2 separate regions of the Rattus norvegicus genome follow, and region 2 is linked to region 1. The links are chromatin contacts, called in public Hi-C maps. All regions are on one chromosome and are shown on one strand. The core of a region is the stretch at or near the end of the contact, and the rest is flanking DNA. Distances in the headings are between cores, read along the strand shown. Region 1 has its middle 45 kb from the start of Tnp1. Region 2 overlaps LOC134480294 (a long non-coding RNA gene).

Region 1 (4,051 bases), core at 1,216-3,715:
GAGATCAATGGCCACTGGAAGCAACATCATAGAAGAAAATTCAAATGCAGTGTATAGTTTGCCTTTTGACATACTGTACATGGTTCCCAGCTCAAGTCTGACATTCAAGAGAAAAAGGAAGCAAACAGGAGGCACCCCTCCTCACAGTGCTTCATGGTTCCTGGAGTGTTTCATGATAAACTGTTTGAAACTAGGGTTGCCTGTTTTTATTACTGTGATAATATTTTTTTTAAAAAAAATGGATAATTCACTGACAAGATGGCTCAGCTGGTAAAGACCTGATGACCTGAGTTTAATCTCCAGGACCCACTTGATGGAAGGAGAGAACTGCCTCTCACTAATTGTCTTGTGACAACCACTTGGAAAATGAGCTTTCTCTCTACTGCCCTCAACACATACATAAATAAATGTAAACTTTAAAAAAAAAAAACAAAAGCAGTGGGAACTGTGGCAGGGGCTGAAGGGCTTTATCTAAGTCAAGGTTTTAGAAGCTGGAAGTTTAAAGTTATCAGAAGGCTTGGTTTTCTGTTCAAAGGTGCCTCATTTAGGAGAATTCAGAGTTGTCTCCTCAGACCCTAGTAATGACTTCATAGGAATCTCCAGAAGATCATGGCAGTCTAGGAAACATGCAACCATGTACACAAATCAAGAGATTCACAGGTTGCCTGGAAGAGAGAAAGCATTGCTGACTGCTTTCCATGGAGCTGCAAAAGCTAAAGTCAACTGGCCTCTACAAACACGTGACTTCTCCAGCCAGCACATGGTCCGTCGTCTCTGAGTGCTTGGCTTGCCTCTTCCCAGCCTTCCTTCCTTTTCTCATTCATCTTTCTCAGTAGGTGACCTTTCTGCTCTAGGCCCACCCCAGCCACTTGGCCACTAAACCACAGGAGATGAGGACGACTTCCAGGAGAAAACAGAACAAGCTGGGTGGCCAGAGGGTGAGCAGTCCTACCAGTAAGCCACAGAGGGGAGATGAGTTTCTGACACCCAGGCCCAGAGCCCAAGGGGAATGGGGTGACTCTGCTTGTTTCAGAAACTCCTGTGTTCTCAGGGAAATTTTATCCATATGTTTCTGATTCATTAACACTTAACTCATCAAAATGCTATTTGGTAAGAGCCACTGGAAGCCGAAGATGCCTTGTAACCGCCTGTTTAATGAGCCCAAAGAGCTTTTACGTTTATTTCTTGAGAAAGGGGCAGGATTTATTTTTCTCCCCTCACCAAAGCCAGCAGTCATATCCTGTATAGTGACTCAGGCCATGAAACAAATCTTTGGAAAAGACCATGAGACAGGAAAGACGAAAGTCTGGGTCCTGGGCTTTAGTCTCTCTGGTCTTGGCCAATGAAACCTTCTCCAGTTTGCTGTGTTCTTGGAGCTTATTCATCCATAGTGCCTCTCCTCAGGTGGCACAGAACCTGATTCAAAGTCCCTACATCTCATCTCTAACTTTGTTCTTCCCTTCTCGCTCACTGTAGCTCATAGCTCACCTGGTGGCTGCAATAAGTAGACTTCGGTTTCCTCTCCTTTTCTCTCCCTGCCCCTCTCCTCACTCTTTCTCTCTTTCCCTCTCCCTCTCCTCCCCCTCTCTCTAGCTCTCTGTGTGTCTCTCTGTGTGTCTCTCTCAGAGACAGACAGACAGAGACAGAGACAGAGAAACAGAGACAGAGACAGAGTGGGAGTGAAAGATAGGGGTGTGACCAAGAAAAAAAGACAAATGAGCAGCTTTGGGTGTCGGTGCTAGCTTTCCACCTTGTTTGAAACTGTCTTGGTCACCACACTGTATGCCACTCTACCTGACCCGTGATCTTGGATTGCAGACATGCACTGCCATATCAGATTTTATGTAGGCCTTGGAGATCTGAACTCTGGTCCTCACACCAATGAAGCAGGTGCTTTCCCCACTAAGCAATCCCCGCCCAGCCCTGAATTCCTTTCTTAATGAAACTTTTCCAGATGAAGAGAATCATGGAACGGAAAGTGTAATTAATGCTTGCGTTTTCCTCTGCAATATGAGTTGGCTCACATAGAAAAGAGGAAAAATAGGGGAATATTGGAGGAAAAGAGAAATGGTCAGAAGTGGCCATCAGGGGAGAAAGTACCCTACTTTATTAACTGGGGATCCTGCAGGACCTTCTTGCAATTCCTAAATGAAAGAGTCACCTTCTTGGTGCATCTCTAGCCTGCCAAATCCCTAATTAGCTGCCCTTCCCAGATGCAGAAGAATGGCCGAGATGACCTTCAGAAAACCCTCATTCACCCCAGGGCTTTTATGATGCTCCTGTTAGCCCAGCTTAGCTCAGCAAAGTCCACTAAGAACAGAGGGCCATTATGGTATTCTTCTCTTAAGACCACAGCCACCCAGGGATGAAAAGGTCAGATGCCTTGAGTGCCCTCTGGGGCAGTGCACAGATGCTGGTGCTGTGTCACTCAGGGTGAAGACAAAGCCAAAAGAGTAACCATGGACTCTCCCAGCTGGTGAACCGAGCCCCTGCCCCCCAACCCCGCAGTTCTTGCTTATTCAGCCAAGCAAGAGACAGGGCTGCTTTGATTGTTCTGGTTCCTGGGCAAGAAGGGAAGGCACCAAATATGAATGTGGCGGTATGGATGCTGAGTTGACTTCTGAGAGTAGGGGAAAGAGCTATGTCGAGGGGGATATTGGAGTCCATAGACTCCCCAGATATAGAGAGTGGAAATAGTTTTTAGCAAGTATCTAAGTTTGGCTGTCACCATGCAGAGATGGGAATCTAGTCTTGCAGAATCTTCTCTCCCATATCAAAGTTCCAGTTAGTAGCTAAAACAAGCCCTGTGTTCATTGGCATGTCTATTAAATGTCTGAGTAAGGAGGAGAAAGCTGAGGCAGGAGACTTAGTACCTTCCGCTTAGTACTTAGTACTTAAGCTTGAGGTGATGTCAAGTTGCTTCTGCTTTATTCTATTCTGTGGGAGCAAGTTGGGGAGTTCAGCCCATGCTCAATGTGAGGGAGTCATAAAAATGATGTGGCTATCAGGCTAGGTGCTACTGAGTGGCCATTTTGAGGCTATCTTCCACATTTTCCTGACAGGCTAGGGAGGTCAGGCAGTCAGCAAAGTAGTTGCCTTGCAAACATGAAGACCCGGGTTCAATTGCCAGAGGCCATACAAGAGTAAAAAGCTGAGTGGAATGGCTCATGCTTCTAGTTCCATCGCCAGGAAGGCAGAGACAGACAGATGCCTGGAGGCTTGCTGGGAAAAAAATGGCACCCAAGGACATCCAAAGCTCTCCCCTATCTGTCCTTCACAAGCCCTCACATTTGTGCCCTCATATACACAGGCAGATGCACACACAAGCATACATTGTAGTTAACCAGTTCTGGTCAGTAAGCGTGGGAGCAAATCCTGTCATGTCTCTGGGATCTTCATTCTCCCTATTGATGACATCAAATGATTTCTCAGTTCCAGAGCCCTATGGAAAACCACTGGAAGGAAAATGACAAATTTAAGTGTTTAGTCTTTGGAGAGTCAAACACCCTTCTCATCCTCTATTTAGAAAGCTTTCCCAGAAAGTTTGTACCCAGAAAGCTGCTGCTTGGATAGTGTTCCTTGGGACGACTCTGCTCCTAAGCATGTCCCTCTGTCCTTTACCCTCTGCTTCCTGGAGTTTAACCTTCCTTCTGCCTCCCTGTTCCTTGTCCCTTTTTATCTGTGCTTGGCCTCTCTGGCACCTGATAGCAGCTCTTTTCAGGCCTATCTCTCTAATAACTATTATGCAATTTGAACAAGGAGTCCTCCTCCCTAGGTACCTGAGTGACAGATAATTTCCCATTACCCAGCCAGATCATTGGTGCTGAATATAGACATGGAGAGGTAATGTCTGGCTGCCCCATTCCTACACTAATCCTTCTCTTATTGTCTTATCCAATGCCCTTTTTGACTAGGACCATCAATTCAGAAAGATGCTAAGGAATAGGGAAATGATGTAGACATAAAAGGGAGGAGAAGAGAAGGACAAGAAGGAGGAGGGGATACAACTATTATCTAGAATAGAACTTGACACTGTTTTGCCTGACATGTG
Region 2 (4,582 bases), core at 348-2,847, 240 kb before region 1:
CCCCTAAATTAGCCAGGGGACTTGCCAGGAAACATATCCCCGATAGATGCATGGTAGATACATCTATTATCTACCATGGGTAAAGGGAATACAGGTTTTCAAGTTTTCGTTTTCTTAGAGAACCAACCTAAATAACCTTGGTCCACAAAAACCTGGAAGCAGCTAGGCTAGGCAGATAATGGTCCCTCTCACCTGTTACATGGAGAACAGCAACAGATCCCTTCTCTAATCACCGCAGAGACTGGTATCAAAGTCCTTTTGGGGTTTATGGTCCTGTGCATAATAGTCCTTCAAGATGGGGCAGAGGGAAGGCTTAAAGAAAGGAAAGCATGGGAATTTGAGCCCTTCTTTGTCTAAGCTCAGAGCTGAGGCTAGGAAAAATTCCGTAGGATCTTGGCTAAACAGTGGTTTTCTGCTTCTGACAATGTTGAAATTAGTCTGATTGTGGGAAATATTTAAAAGTTGTAGCTGTGTGATTTCGTTTCATGTGCAGTTCAGATGCCAGAAACTGACACTGAGCATGCCACATGCTGCTGTAATGCCAGGCGACATGTAGGGGCTCATGGGTGTGGCTCCTTACCTTGTCACCTTTAATCTACTGCTCTCTGCTGAAATCTTACACACTTCTAGACCCAACCCCAGACCACTGCTTCCATGATGTCTCATTGGTCCATTCTCTTCCTGCTCTGTTGCTCTGAGGTCTTGGCTTCTTAGCTGCAACTTGGAAAGTTTCCTCATTTAATTTGTAACACTGTCACCAAGATTTGACATTGTCACAAGAAAGCCACATAAGATTGGACCTTTAACTCCCACCATTGATAAAGGATGTGTCTGTCCCCCTCCTCAGAAAGCTCTCATCACTTCCTGAGGGGCTAATAACTATCCATGATCCTCGGAAGGTGGGATGCTATTTTCTTTAATAGTGTAGACACTAGGACAGAAGGTAGGAAAAAGAAAGGGCCCAGAGCTAAAGGAGAGAAGAGGCATAGAAGAGGGTGATACAGTGAACACAAACATCATTTGTTATATAGATATGTATTGAACTGTCAAAAACAAAGAGAATGCTCTTTACTACTTACTCCTGGAAAATAGACAAAAACAAAAAGAATTCTCAAAACCCAAAGGTATGTTTTACACATTCAAAAAGGAAAGACCACAGTCACTATATGTCCCACATGTATTTTAATATATATTATATATTATTATATAATAATAAGGACCATGAAGAAATGAGGTTTGCATCCGAGTAATAAAATATCTCACTTTCAGTCACATGATCTCATTCGATCCCTGCATAAAATCCTTTTCTCTTTTGTAAAATGGAGACTGCTGTGCTCAGAGGCAGAGAGGTAGAATCGCTCTGCATAGAAATGAGAGATCAGAATCAACGACCTGGATTTCATCTGGTCCTTTCTCTCTGCCATGTGGCCGCCCAGTATGCTCCTGCATCCTTCCTGAGAAAGAGCCCCAGGAAGCACAAAGGGACTTCTATTTTCATCTTTTAGTTCCAACAAGATGAGAATCAGCAGGCCAGCAGACACACTTGGGAATAATGGCTCTGCTTTCTCAACAGGCCCCCTGCCCCCAGTGCCTTTATCCCCACTCGGAGTGACCTAGACAGAACAAGCTCGCTCTGTAATGACCACTTCGTCAGCAGGGGCTGTGTATTTAGTAGCAGGAAATATAAGCTTTTGTGGTCAGTGTGACGTCATCCCACCCACTAAACAGGCCTTTATGACTTGACCACAAAAAGGCTTGAAAGGGATAGACACACACACACACAGGGAGAGGGGCCATGGGGCCGTGAGCAGCTGTCTGCCCTGAAAGAAGCATTGTGTCTTCCAATTGTCTCCCCAAAGCCTGATGTTTGGGCCACTGTAGACCAACATCTGGGTGATATATGCTGTCTTCTCTACATCGCCCAATGACCCAGCTCCCCTAGTTTAAAAAAAATTTGTGAGGGAACTACTAAATTTTTTTTGTTTTTAAATTTGGGAGGGTACACGAAACACACTCACGTACATGAGTTTTTCCCCCTGGATGACTCACTGTTAGGAAGGAAAAAGAGACATGCACAGTGGACAGAGGGAAGAGAAAGAGAATAAAGGAGGGAAAGCGTAGGCAGGCTCACAGATACTTAAAAAGATACAATGGACGACCATCACAATGTAACATAAATATTTCTAAGTCACGAGTTTCTTAGTTTGCTCACTGGGTTTAGAGGAGCTCAGCCAAATGACTTTAGGGAGTGTACTGTGCAAGTTCACAGCAATATTGTACCCCAAATTTGGGCCTACCTCTTAATATACTTTTGAGTGAGGAAAGTACATATTGGGTTTGGGTATGAATATTCACATTAAGTACAAAAAAAAAAGAAAGGAAGGAAGGAAGGGAGGGAGGAAACAATATAGAAAGGAAGAAAGTAAATGAAGATTGATTGATATGGGCAAGTTTTATTTTGTTTTATTTTGATTGGAGGGATTTGTTTCCTTGTGGTTTGTTTTTAAAGCAGATGAGACCCAGGATATAAGGAAACTGAAAAGCTCTTACCAGGGCATCCAGGAAGATAAATAGACAAAACAGAAAGAATTCTCAAAACCAAAAGCTACCTTTTACCCATTCAATAAGAAGAACCTACAGTTGCTATGTATTCCAGGTGTGGAAAGGGACCCCAGAGAATGGAGGAGGTTTCGCTTGTCTCTCACACCTCTGAGGCTTAGAGACAGGGGAGAAAGAGGAGAAGAAGCTGTGTTGGCGACTGTGAGTCTGACCACTAAATTAGGCTGATGGAATAGTATGGCTTCCTCAATTTTCAGGGTGTGGAAAACTCCCTCCCAGGGCTGAGTGTCCCTCTGAGGGTTGGGTAGCAGGAAACACCTGCTTCACTCTCCTCTGGCTTTTTTCCCTCTTTAGGAATTCTGGGTCCCCTCCTTTCAATGGACAAGCAGATTTCCACACATCCCCCCATTAAGAGAGGAAGTCTGGAATCATCTATTAGCAATAAACACACTGGGATGACTTTCCTACCCTGGCCCTCATTTGCCTGTCTTCCAATTGACTTCTACAGTTGCTTCCTCAAGCTGTCTCCCCTGACCCATTGGCTAATAATATTTTTCTCCTAAAATAAATCAAGAATAAGAAGCCAACCTACAACGTTGAGGGACAAGTGTATGCTCCGTTCATTTGGATTCCTAATTTTAGATTTTGCCCTTCACCTTCCTACAGCAACGGGGAAGCAAATGCAATCCCCATTTTGGAAAGGCATGAAAAACAGATGTGAGTGAGAATCACACTGAGATAGCAGCTTTCAAATGTCCTCTCACTGGACGAGCTCCGAGCTGTTAGCAGCTTCTTGGAGGAACCCTCATCCACCATGGCAAATATCAGCCTGTAAACCATGTACACAGTCACACACAGGATGGAGAAATGCTCTTAACATACGGAAACATCCAAGAGACCCAGAAAACTGTTGTTAAGGTTTATGAAGACTATCAAAAGTTACCAGATCAGCGTCCTCCCTCTAATAAGATGAACACCCCCATGATGTTTGTGAAACTAACTTCTCCCCACTACTCCTGTCTTCTTTTCTCTTTGGAAACAAAGAAAAACTTGCACAGAAAAGGCGGGGGGGGGGAGCATCAGAAAGCACCATTTTCACGAAGAGTTCTGTGCTACACATACATGGTCAATGGAGTGAGTTATTTTTGCCTTTTAAGAGGTCTATATTAGACATATATATTAGACATAAACCTTAACAAATCACTGTAAAATTCAGGACTGTAACCTTGACACATGCTGAGCCGTCATCTCTCTAACAATCTGCAAAGTTGGGGGATTAGAACAGGTTGCAATGTATCTGGCAATAGAGAGATAGATGTCTTACTCAAATTGATCTAGAAACAAAGAAAGAAATGAGGATCATTTCATATCGTTATGATCCAGCAGTCCCCTTGTCTATAATTTGACTTTCTGCAGTTTCAGCTTGACCTACAATATGAATGGAAAAATTCTGGAAAAAAAAAGCAACTCACAAGTTTTAGTGTGTATTGTTCCAAGTGTCAGGATAAGATCTCATGTCACCTCTTTAGCCCACCCAGGATGCCAATCACTCTTTTGTCCAGAGCATCGATGCTATACATGCTTCCCAACCCCATTAGTCACTTAGGCATCTCAGGTATCAAGGTGTTTGTGGTCCATTAACCTTACTTTATTTAATGATGACCCTGAAGCACAAGAATAGTGATGCTGGCAACTCAGATATGCCAAGAGTCTATAAAGTGCGTCCTTCAGATAAAAAAGATAAGACGTGTCAACCTAATAAAAAGTGGGGCAAAGGTTGTTGAAGTCAGTGTTATGGACAAATCTTCTACCCACAAAATCATGAAGGAGGAGCAAGGAATTCATGTTAGCTTTGCCATCACACCTCACAGGATACAAATGAAAGCTACAGAGTTTGTTATGTAGAAAATACATTGACTTGTAGTGTTCCATGATTTCAGAAATCCACTGGGGCATCCTGGGAAGTCTTCTATATGAGGAAGCTATATATCTAGTCATCTGAATACTACTTACCATTAAAAGT

Evidence for each region. Hi-C and Micro-C count contacts between places; a contact is called where the count stands out from the background.
Region 2: a Hi-C map of Schwann cells shows a contact between it and region 1, with 3 times the contacts expected there. The contact joins two enhancer-like sites. A contact is called at or near these places in 2 of 12 Hi-C or Micro-C datasets (Schwann cells and psoas muscle).

Annotation. Positions count from the first base shown.
Region 1 is chr9:82,087,670-82,091,720 of GRCr8, reverse strand. No RefSeq gene overlaps it. Among named protein-coding and RNA genes, the nearest start is that of Tnp1, 45 kb to the right of the region's middle. Within about 2 kb of position 2,465, at least 3 of the 93 cell types and tissues checked have an H3K27ac peak or open chromatin away from gene starts, as enhancers often do. A contact at or near this core is called in Schwann cells, where this site is marked.
Region 2 is chr9:82,331,131-82,335,712 of GRCr8, reverse strand. All of the region lies in intron 2 of LOC134480294 (a long non-coding RNA gene), which reads right to left. Among named protein-coding and RNA genes, the nearest start is that of Pincl, 120 kb to the left of the region's middle. Within about 2 kb of position 1,597, at least 15 of the 93 cell types and tissues checked have an H3K27ac peak or open chromatin away from gene starts, as enhancers often do. A contact at or near this core is called in Schwann cells, where this site is marked.